Regions from separate parts of the Pan troglodytes genome. Here regions 2 and 3 are each linked to region 1. A link is a contact called in public Hi-C and HiChIP or PLAC-seq data. All regions are on one chromosome and are shown on one strand. Each heading gives the region's core, a stretch centred on a gene start, on an enhancer-like site or on the middle of the called end of the contact. The rest is flanking DNA. Distances are from core to core; before and after follow the strand shown.

Evidence for each region. A called contact is a pair of places that touch in the nucleus more often than the background predicts. HiChIP or PLAC-seq counts read pairs in DNA pulled down with a chosen protein or histone mark.
Region 2: an H3K4me3 HiChIP or PLAC-seq map of stem cell-derived excitatory neurons shows a contact between it and region 1, with 4 times the contacts expected there. The contact joins the promoter of ZNF551 here to the promoter of ZNF329 in region 1. A contact is called at or near these places in 1 of 7 Hi-C or Micro-C datasets (stem cell-derived neural progenitor cells) and 1 of 1 datasets of contacts at active chromatin or transcription factors (stem cell-derived excitatory neurons).
Region 3: a contact with region 1 is called in a Hi-C map of stem cell-derived neural progenitor cells, with 5 times the contacts expected there. The contact joins the promoter of ZNF776 here to the promoter of ZNF329 in region 1. A contact is called at or near these places in 2 of 7 Hi-C or Micro-C datasets (blood and stem cell-derived neural progenitor cells) and 1 of 1 datasets of contacts at active chromatin or transcription factors (stem cell-derived excitatory neurons).

Annotation. Positions count from the first base shown.
Region 1 is chr20:61,091,177-61,094,580 of NHGRI_mPanTro3-v2.0_pri, forward strand. It overlaps ZNF329 (zinc finger protein 329), which reads right to left and starts at 1,917. Exons shown (of 4, transcript XR_010153990.1): 1 at 1,235-1,917. It overlaps ZNF274 (zinc finger protein 274), which reads left to right and starts at 2,703. Exons shown (of 5, transcript XM_009436586.5): 1 at 2,703-2,762.
Region 2 is chr20:60,621,971-60,625,374 of NHGRI_mPanTro3-v2.0_pri, forward strand. ZNF551 (zinc finger protein 551) reads left to right here and starts at 1,889. Exons shown (of 3, transcript XM_003316701.7): 1 at 1,889-2,165. The coding sequence starts at 2,085.
Region 3 is chr20:60,686,999-60,690,402 of NHGRI_mPanTro3-v2.0_pri, forward strand. ZNF776 (zinc finger protein 776) reads left to right here and starts at 1,688. Exons shown (of 4, transcript XR_010153984.1): 1 at 1,688-1,964.

The sequences.
Region 1 (3,404 bases), core at 667-3,166:
CTTCCAGGTTCAAGTGAATCTCCTGCCTCAGCCTCCGGAGTAGCTGGGATTACATGCGCACACCACCACACCCGGCTAATTTTTGTATTTTTAGTAGAGACAGGGTTTCACCTTATTGGCCAGGCTGGTCTCAAACTCCTGACCTCAGGTGATCCACCCACCTCAGCCTCCCAAAGTGCTGGGATGACAGGCGTGAGCCACTGCGCCTGGCCACAAGTGTATATTCTTGTAGGTCACATGTAGGCAATCTTTTTCTGTGAAAAGCCCAATAATAAATATTTTCAGCTTTGCAGACCATAAGGTCTCTGCCATGACTACCCAACTCTTCCAGATAGCAGCATAGATAATACTAAACAAACAAGTGTGACTGCATTCCAATAAAACTTTACAGAAACAGAAGGCCCACTGAGGCCATTGTTTGCCAATCCCTGTTCAGGAATTATCTGTTTGTTCTTGGGGTAGGAGACTTTCTACATCAAGATAAGCATCCCAGAAGTCATTTACAAAATGGCACTTTTTTTGTCTCTTAGAAATGGGGTCTTGCTTTGCTGTCCAGGATGTAGTCCAGTGGCATGATCATAGCCCACTGCAGCCTTGACCTCCTGGGCTCAAGCAATCCTCCCAACTCGACCTCCCCAGTTGCTGGGACTACAGATGTACACCACCATGCCTGGCTAATTTTTTTAGTACAGATGGGGTCTCACTATTTTACCCAGGCTGCTCTCAAACTCCAGGGCTCAAGTAATCCTCAGCCTCCCAAAGTGCTGGCGTTACAGGCGTGATCCACCCTGCCTGGCCAACATATGTGATTTTTTTTTTTTTTTTTTTGAGACAGTCTTGCTCTATCGCCCAGGCTGGGGTGCAGTAGCGTGATCTCAGCTCACTGCAGCCTCCAAACTCTGCATCCCCGGTTCAAGCGATTCTCCTGTCTCAGCCTCCCAAGTAGCAGGGATTACAGGCACGTGCCACCACGCGCGGCTAATTTTTGTATTTTTAGTAGAGACGGGGTTTCACCATGTTGGCCAGGCTGGTCTACAACCCCTGAGCTCACGCAATCCGCCCGCTTGGGCCACCCAAAGTGCTGGGATTACAGGCGTCAGCCACAGCTGTAGCTTATTTAATGGGGCACTCAAGGCCTTTTGCTGCTGGCTCAACATCCCTTTCAGGCCTTCACTGACCTATGCCACACAGCACTTGCGCCCAGGGATAAAGAGCCGGATCAGCTTCTGCTCACCCCAGTCCTCTTGCCAGAAAGGCCCTCTGGCCTTTGTCCAGTTGCTGGACGCTGCCTCTTCTTTCTGGTTGGTCTCCTCCTCCAGGAGGCATTCGCGAACGCCCCAGTGGAGCCACACGGTCCATGCCTCTTCCACTTATTTCCCCAGGGCTCACATTCCACAACTACTAAATCAACACCGACACACTCATAAGCAGCCCCTTCCTCGTCCTTTTTTTCCTCCTGAGCTCGGGAACGTCTGCTGGGGGTGAGGGGGACTCGCAGACCACCCCCACCCCCGCCCCAGGCGGAGGTCGGGGGCCGTCACCTGGCCAGGTCTCCGGGGAACGGCTCGGGCGGCTGACACCGCAGTCCGCGAGAGGCGAGGAGGATCCTTGGACTGTGGGCAGGATCGCAGGCAGCGGAGGCCCTGCCCAGAAGGCGGGATCTGGGGACGATCCCCATTCCTGCCAGCCGCAGACGCGGAGCCCACAGGAGTCCCCGCAGCCCTAGCCCGTGCACCCACGGCGGAGCCGAGGCCGCGACTCCGGGCCTGTTGGCTGGAACCCGCAGCCGTGTCCCGGGCCGCCCCGGTCGCGGCCACCCCTGAGAGCCCTTGGCCCCGTTGTATCCCGCAGTGGCTTGGGGAGTGCGGGTCATCACGCCCACCCGCCAAGGCGGACGCCGGACCCTCCACTGCGCATGAGCGCCCACTGCGGCGCCGTTGCTGCGCATGAGTGTGCTTCCACCGCCTACATCTCCCAGAAAACCCCGCGGCGCGGCGCTCCACCGCTTCCTCCCTCGGGTTGCGTTAGCCGCGACGATGGCGCCCCCCAGCGGCAGCAGGGAGGCTGTGGGGGTCCTGGGCGTTGCGGTGTGCAGGTTTTCTGGGAGGATACCTGGCGCCGACCTTGAAGGGACCCCAACGTGAGAGGGAAAGACGCCCGTGATGCCAAGCCTTGGGCAGCGGACAGCCAAAATCCTGAAACCCCGCGGTGCTCCCTGTGATTCACTTTCCAGAGGCCCCTCAGTGCCCCGACGCTGGCCCGGAGGGCGGTCGCTATCTTGAGACTGAAGCTCACTTTCGGATCCTGGGCGTTCTTGCCAGGTTTTTCATTAATACAGAGAAAACCAGTGGCTTTGTGACAGTTAGTTTTGAAACTCCCTGAGGAGGGCCGAGCGCAGTGGCTCACGCCTGTAATCCTAGCGCTTTGGGAGGCCGAGGTGGGCGGATCCCCTGAGGTCAGGAGTTCAAGGCTAGCCTGGCCAACATGGTGAAACCCCGTCTACTAAAAATACAAAAAATTAGCCGGGTGTGGTGGCGGGCACCTGTAATCCCAGCTACTCAGGAAGGCTGAGGCAAGAGAATCGCTTGAACCCGGGAGGCGGAGGTTGCGGTGAGCCTAGATCGTGCCATTGCACTCCAGCCTGGGCAACAAGAGCGAAACTCAGTCTCAAAAGAAAGGGAGAAAGAGAGAGAGGAAGGGAGGAAGGAAGGAAGAAAAGAGAAAGAGTCTCTGAGGAGCAAGCAATTCCCTCAGCCAAAGAGGTAAGAACTGCAAAATTGATAAATATTGCATGTACCTTACCCCCAAATTTTATTAAGAACATTTTCAAACATGCAGAAAATTTGAAATGATTGTGTGGGCCTGGCACAGTGGCTCACGCCTGTACTTTCTGCACTTTGGGAGGCTGGGGAGGGAGGGTCGCTTGCGCTCAGGAGTTTGAGACCAGTCTGGGCAACATAGTGAGAACTCGTCTCTACAAAAAAATTTTAAAAATTAACCGGGCTTCGTGGCGCGCGCCTGTAGTCCCAGCTACTCAGGAGTCTGAGGCGGGAGGATCCCTTGAGCCCCGGGATGTTGAGGAATGATTGTACCACTGCACTCCAGCCTGGACGACAGAGCGAGACCCTGTCTCACAAGAAAAAAAAAAATTGTGTGAACACCCACGTACCCAGCCCCTGGGTTAGATAATTAATATTCGACAATATGTGCTTGATCCAAGTATCCATTATTGCATTTATTTCGATAGTAATTAAACAGGAGATTGAGTGACTATGGGCCAGCCGTGGAGGCTCATGCTTGTAATCTCACACTTTGAGAGGCTGAGGCAGGAGAATCACTGGAGCACAGGAGATCAAGCCTGCAGTGAGCTGTGATTGCACTTCAGCCCAGGTGACACAGTGAGA
Region 2 (3,404 bases), core at 639-3,138, 470 kb before region 1:
TGTAACTTCTAAGGGAGGAATTAATATATATATATATTTTTTTGCTGGCAACTTTGATTAATTTAAACATACAAAAATTAGCTGGGCATGGTGGTGTATGCTTGTAACCCCAGCTACTCAGGAGGCTGAGGCAGGAGAATCGCTTGAACCCGGGAGGTAGAGGTTGCAGTGAGCTGAGATCGCGCCACTGCACTCCACCCTGGGTGACAGAGCAAGACACTGTCTCAAGAACAAAAACAAAAAAGCCCAGGCGCAGTGGCTCACCTGAGGTCAGGAGTTCAAGACCAGCCTGGCCAACATGGTAAAACCCTCGCTCTACTGAAAATACAGAAATTAGCCGGGCATGGTGGCTGGCGCCTGTAGTGCCAGCCACTTGGGAGGCTGAGGCAGAAGAATTGCTTGAACCTGGGAGGTGGAACTTGTGGTGAGCCAAGATCAAGCCATTGCACTCTAGCCTGGGCAACAGAGTGAGACTCCGTCTGGGGAAAAAAAAAAAAAAAAAAAAAAAGAACTGATAAACAAATTCACCTGTGTAGCTGAATTCAAAGTCAACATGCAAAAGTCAACATGTAAAACTCATATGCCCTTCCATACACTAACAATGAAAAATCTGAAAAGGAAATTAAGAAAACAATATCATTTGCAATAGTAATGTATATGGCCAAATGATCTCAACAAGGCTACCAAGACCACTCAATGGGGAAACGATGATCTTTTCAGCAAATGATGCTGGGAAAACGAAATATTCACATGCTAAGGAATGAAGGTGAACCCTTACCTAACACCAAAAACACAAATGAACTCAAAATGGACTAACAACCTAAACATAAGACCCAAAACTATAAAACACTTAAAAGAAAATATAGGGTGAAAGTTTTATGACATTGAATTTGGCCATAATTTCTTGGATTTGACACCAAATACACATGTGACAAAAGAAAAATAGACCAATTAGACTTCATGAAAATTAAAACTTTAGTATATCAAACAATAACAAAGTGAAAGAGAAACCTATTTAATGAGAACAAAATACAGGTTGAATATCCCTGAGCCAAAAATCTAAAATCCAAAATGCTCCAAAATCCAATTTTTTTTTTTCTTTTTTTTTTTTTCTGGAGACGGAGTCTCCCCCTGTCGCCCAGGCTGGAGTGCAATGGCGCGATCTCGACTCACTGCAACCTCTGCCTCCCAGGTTCAAACGATTCTCCTGCCTCAGCCTCCCAAGTACTGGGATTACAGGCGCTCGCCACCATGCCCAGCTAATTTTTGTATTTTTAGTAGAGACAGGGTTTCACCATGTTGGCCAGGCTGGTCTCGAACTCCTGATCGCGTGATCCACCCACCTCGGCCTCCCAAAGTGCTGGGATTACAGGCGTGAACCACTGCGCCCGGCCCGCCCGACTAATTTTTGTATTTTTAGTAGAGATGGGGTTCCGCCATGTTGGCCAGCCTGGTCTCGAACTTCTGACCTCAGGTGATCCGCCCGCCTCGGCCTTCTAAAGTGCTGGGATTACAGGCGTGAGCCACCGCGCCCAACCCCCTGAAATAATATTTTTTGCCTCTAGGGGCACCCTGAGCTTCGTGGAGTCTGAAATAATGTCTCTAAACACTTAAGTGATCAGTTACGGAAAACACTTCCCAGAAATCTGGGAAAAGCCCCTTTAAGAAGGAGTAAATACTTCCTTCTCCCCTAGAGGCCGAAGTCGCCATTTCCCTGCACGGGGCACAGCACCTCAGAATACAAGTTCGCAGAGGTCAAAGCAGTGGACACACTCCGAAGAGCTCCGTGGAGTTTTGGAAACTACATTATCCAGAGTGCAGAGCGCAAAACGGCGGCGGAGTTGAGCCAATGACAGCCCAAGATAGGAACACTTCCGCGCATGTGCAGCGCGACGGGCCGGAACTTCCGGCGTCCTCCTCGTGGCGGTCATTTTGGCCTCTGTCCTGTCTGTCCAGCCCGCCAGTCTGCAGCGGAGGTCGCGACTGAGGGACGGGACAGAGAAGGCGCGAAAGTGGGCCAGAGGTTCTGCGACGCCACCTCGGGTGAGCTGCGCCAGGCCCGGGATAGGGACTGTTGTGTTCGAATGCCCGCCCCGGTCGGCCGCCACTCCCTGCCTAGTCCACGGAGCTCAATGGCGGCAGTCGCGCTGAGGGACTCGGCTCAGGTGAGTTGTGCGTCCTCCGGGTCTCGCCTACTCTCCCCCAGCAGAAGCCCTAAGGCCCAGTGAGGGATGCCTGCTCACAGCCCTGCAGCCCAGGCCCCAGTACCCTGGACAAGAAGGCGCTTGTGGATTGGACCCGTTTGTGACGCCCAGTGTGTACGGAAATGTGACGGGCAGGGGACTGGCGCGTGCAGAACTTGGAGCTGCGACTAAGCTGGGGGGGATTCAGGAGCCTGGGGTCCATCTCGGGTCTGCAGGAACATAGAGTGAGGCAGAGTTGCACCTGACGAATTTGACGATTCTGAGGACACTGGCAGCCTTCGAGATTTGTGAACAGATAGGGACACTGGGCTAGGATTTCCTAAAGCTATCCAAAAGTTGCTCAGGGGAAGAACAGGCTGAAGAGAGGTAATAGTAGTTAGGCATATGAAGACTGAGTTCTTGTCCAAGCTCACGCAGCTGGTAAATTCAGCACTGAGAACTGAGGTGCGGAGATAGTGCAGCCAGCCCAGGCCACCTGGCTCCAAAACTGGCCCAGGGTCATTGGGCGACCTGAGCCTCGCCACTCGTCTAGCCTTGGGCCCTGAGACTTTGAGCAAATACAAAGCCCAGAGTCTTAAGTCCAGGTTGGATTATATGAAGCTGTTGGCAGCTGGGGGAAAGGAGATGTAGAAGGTTGTCCAAGGCAAAGTTACCAGTATATGCTAAGTTTGGAGAGGAGGCTGAGATAGTTCAGGAACCTACAATTATTTTCTTCTCATGAGAACAGGGAGCAGTGTGGTAGAAGTCAGACCCGGAATGGTTCCCTGAGAAGTTGAGTTGTCTGTTCGTTACTTAATAGTAACAGTGGGAGTTTTGGAGTGGAAGAGGGAGGTGATCTGGTTCTGGTCTTATTAGGCTCCCTGTGGCTGCAGCATGGGAAGCCGACTGAAGGATGAGGTGGGGAGACCTGGGAGGAGACTACTGGGATAGGCCAGGTGAATGTGATAGAATGTGATAGGCCAAAATGGTGGCTGTGAAGATGCGAGAAGCAGTTGGATTCTGGATTCATTTTTTAAGTAGGGCTGCCTGAATTTTTAGTTTTGAGAAAGAGAGTGGAGTCAGGGATGACTGAAAGGTTTTATTTTGGCAGTTAGAAGTGTGGAAGCTCCATCAACTAAGATGGGGAAGTACATAGTAGGAGTAGTTTTCATTTGGGATATCAGAAGTTTTATTTTTGACCTGCTAAGAGTATGAGAGCTT
Region 3 (3,404 bases), core at 438-2,937, 400 kb before region 1:
CTTGGAAAAAAGGCCAAAGTCTCCTGGCCTGAACCCTGGGTGGAAACCTGAAGACATCTGCACAAGAAAGGGTAAAATGGTCTGGAGAGAAGAGTCCTGGGACTAGAACATAAAGTAAAAGTTGACGGGACTATGAAAGTTGGAATGTTAAACATGCTTTTTTTTTTAAGTTGTACTACCAATAAACTGAGTTCTTTCCCTACTTTGAATTGGTCACAAAAAAAAAGAACACCCAATTTGGGAAAAAAAAAAGGCAAGAAAGTTTTATTTCTGAGCAGAAATGGAGAATGAGTAAGCTCTTGCTCTAAATGCCTCTTCTCCCTGAACATAGAAGGCATGGGGTTTTTAAGAACTGAGCGGCCGGGCACAGTGGCTCATGCCTTTAATCCCAGCACTTTGGGAGGCCGAGACAGGTGGATCACCTGAGGTTGAGAGTTCGAGACCAGCCTGACCAACATGGAGAAACCCCGTCTCTACTAAAAATACAAAATTAGCCGGATATGGTGGCTCATGCCTGTAATCCCAGCCATAACATTAATTTATTAGGCAAAACACTCCTTGCCATGGAAACAGAAATAAAGAATAGCCACTTCCCAGCAATAACATGAACTCCTGGATTTAAGACACAACCAATATCAACAGGTGGAGAGCATCTTCTGCATACGTGCTCCACCTTTGAAAACTGCAGCCATTTATCACTACCAAAATAGTATTTCTTTCATTGGTCTTCCTGTAAGATTGATAAATCTTAGATAAATTAATCCAGAATTAATTGAATATAAGTTGGAATCTCAAGCGAGGGATACTAAGTGGATAAAAGTGTTGCTCAATGTACTGGACACTATGATTGATTTTATAGGCAGGAGAGTTGTCTTCTGTGGGAATCACAGACAGAGATTCAGCATGTATTCCTGCTTTAGGGAACACAACATTTCTCCTCTATCTTCCTTGTCTTGTCCTATCTGGATTAGTTCTCTCTTGTCCCTGACAGACTGAGAAACTGACTCTAATGCCTCAGAGTGCATTTATGTGAATTTATAACACAATAATGTTTATCAGCCTCTGCTCCCAGTACCGGGATTTTGCGACTGAAAGACTGTTCAAAACGTTATGATAATTTGGATTTTTAGTCTTTGGGGGCATCCTAAATAATAAGTTTAGCATCGGAGAGCTCGAGTTCCCCAAAATCTAAAATAATATTTTTTCAAATACTTGAGTGATCAGTTACAGACACTAATCTCCAAAAATCTCAATACGGGTTCTAAGGCTAGGTGAGACTAACCTCTACCCTAGAAGGACATGCACTTTAAGGACAGACCGCTGAGGTGGAGCTGGGCCTTTCCTGCAAGTAAGTGAGCATGATGGTAGGGTATACCTGACAGCATAGTTTGACAGGGGATATAGACTTTCAAGGAGAAAATAGACATGAAATAGATACATGCAGAAGTATAGTCAAATTGAGGGAAGATGACACTTAGGCCAGAGTGGTGTTTATTCACCACTCTGTGCAATCAAGCGCCTCTGAGAAGGCCTTCTTTACCGCCTTGGAACTGTCTTGAAACCTGAGGAAACTACATAACCCAGAAATCTCTGCGTCGAATGACAGCGCGTCAGAGCCAATGAAGGCTCAAAATAAAGGCGTTTCCGCGGAAACAGTATAAAGGTGGGACTTCCGGCGTCCTCTACTAGTGGCCATTTTGATTGGCTTTGGGTGTATTTTCCAGTGAGAGACCGCGGAGTGTTGGGTCGTGTAGAAGTGACTGAACCCAGAAGGTGGAGACGAGACGTTGTCCCGACTGCACAGAGGCTGCTCTGCAGCTCCTTAAAGGCGCTAGGCGTGACCCGCACCAAGGCCGGGATCGGGACCACCGTGCCCGGGTACCTGCACTGCTCGCCCCCTCCTTTCGACCCCGCTTTCCCCACCCAGTCGGATGGCGGCGGCCGCGCTGAGGCCCCCGGCTCAGGTAATTGTGGCGTCTTCCGTGCCCTCAGGTCACCTCATCTTTACCTAAGTCCAAAAGCAGAGAGGAAGCGGCGCCTGCTCAAGGTTCTACAGCCTGAACCCGGCGCCACTGAGGCGCTCTCTATGGGCCCCCGTTTTTGACACCCGCGGGATGCGCTCAGGAGAGCTACAGGCACAGGGAGCGGTGCAGGCAAAGGCCTGGAGATGAACTGAGCCGAGAGCATCGTAACCTAGGGTCCACAGGCACCTGTCGGGAGCAAAGTGTGAGGCAGAGCTCCTCCTGGAAGAGCAGGCTGAGAACTGTGTATTCACCCTGAGAACGCTGGAAGCCATGGACAGCTTCCAGCAAAGGAAGGAAAAGATCAATGTCCAGGCTTTAAAGGTTTCCCAAAGTCCAGTCGAAAAAGAACACAGGGGATGACTTTCGGGCCCTGGGAGGTTGAATTCTTGTTCAACCTCTACAGATCAGATAGGTGCTAAGAGATGACATTTTGTACTGAGGCGCTCAGTTCAGACAACCAACTCGCGTTTACCTAGTTACAGGGCCAAGAAAGAGTTCAGGGAGGCCTGAGCTTATCAAATCTCATCAGGGATACATTCTTGTAGCTTGTGCCTCTCCTCTCAGGAACACCTGGCTGCAGAAGCACTTGCAGAACCTCCGCAGGGAAGCGGAGGGTGTTATTCCCTCACTGGCCCTAACTCCTATCCACATGCTCTTTAGATTGGGATGTCCTGGGATTCTTAGGTACCTTTTTTTTTTTTTTTTTAAGTTTTTTGATATGGGAACCCTGGAGGAACCTTAAACCCAGGATCCTAAGTCTGTGACACAGGATATATGGAGGTATTCCCATTTCTGTCAACCAGTATAAACATACTTGGAAGGTTAACCCAGGAGTTAGTACCAGGATGTGAAATGCTTAGAGGTGAAACTGACCAGAGGGAGGAGGTGATGTTGCCACAGTTTCATCTGGCTGTAGTCTCCTCTGGCTCTACAGTGGAGAACAGACTGTGGGGTTGAGAGAGGAGGAAATAAGATGAGAGTTGAGGCTTTTGCCGTAATCCAAGTGAGGGTTAACAGACTAAGATTCATGGCTAAGGAGATGTGGCTGGATTCAAAGTTGATATTTTGTAACAAGCATCTAGGTTTCCTAATATGCAAAGTAAGGGCATGAAGAGAGCAATCAGGAGCCCGAGGTTTTTGGTCTTAGTAGCTGTAGCTATGGAAGCTGCATCAGCTGAGATGAGCATGTTGGTAATAAACATAATTAGAATATTATGCAAATATCAGGATGACTGTTATGGCCATATGAAGAGTCAGAGACGAATAAGTGTAGGCATCAAATGGCTATGGACATGCAGGTTGGGGTATCTGGAAAGGGATTGACACTGGAGACATCTATGGTAGCTAATGTGTATGCTATGGTGAGTGAGCCATGGGTCA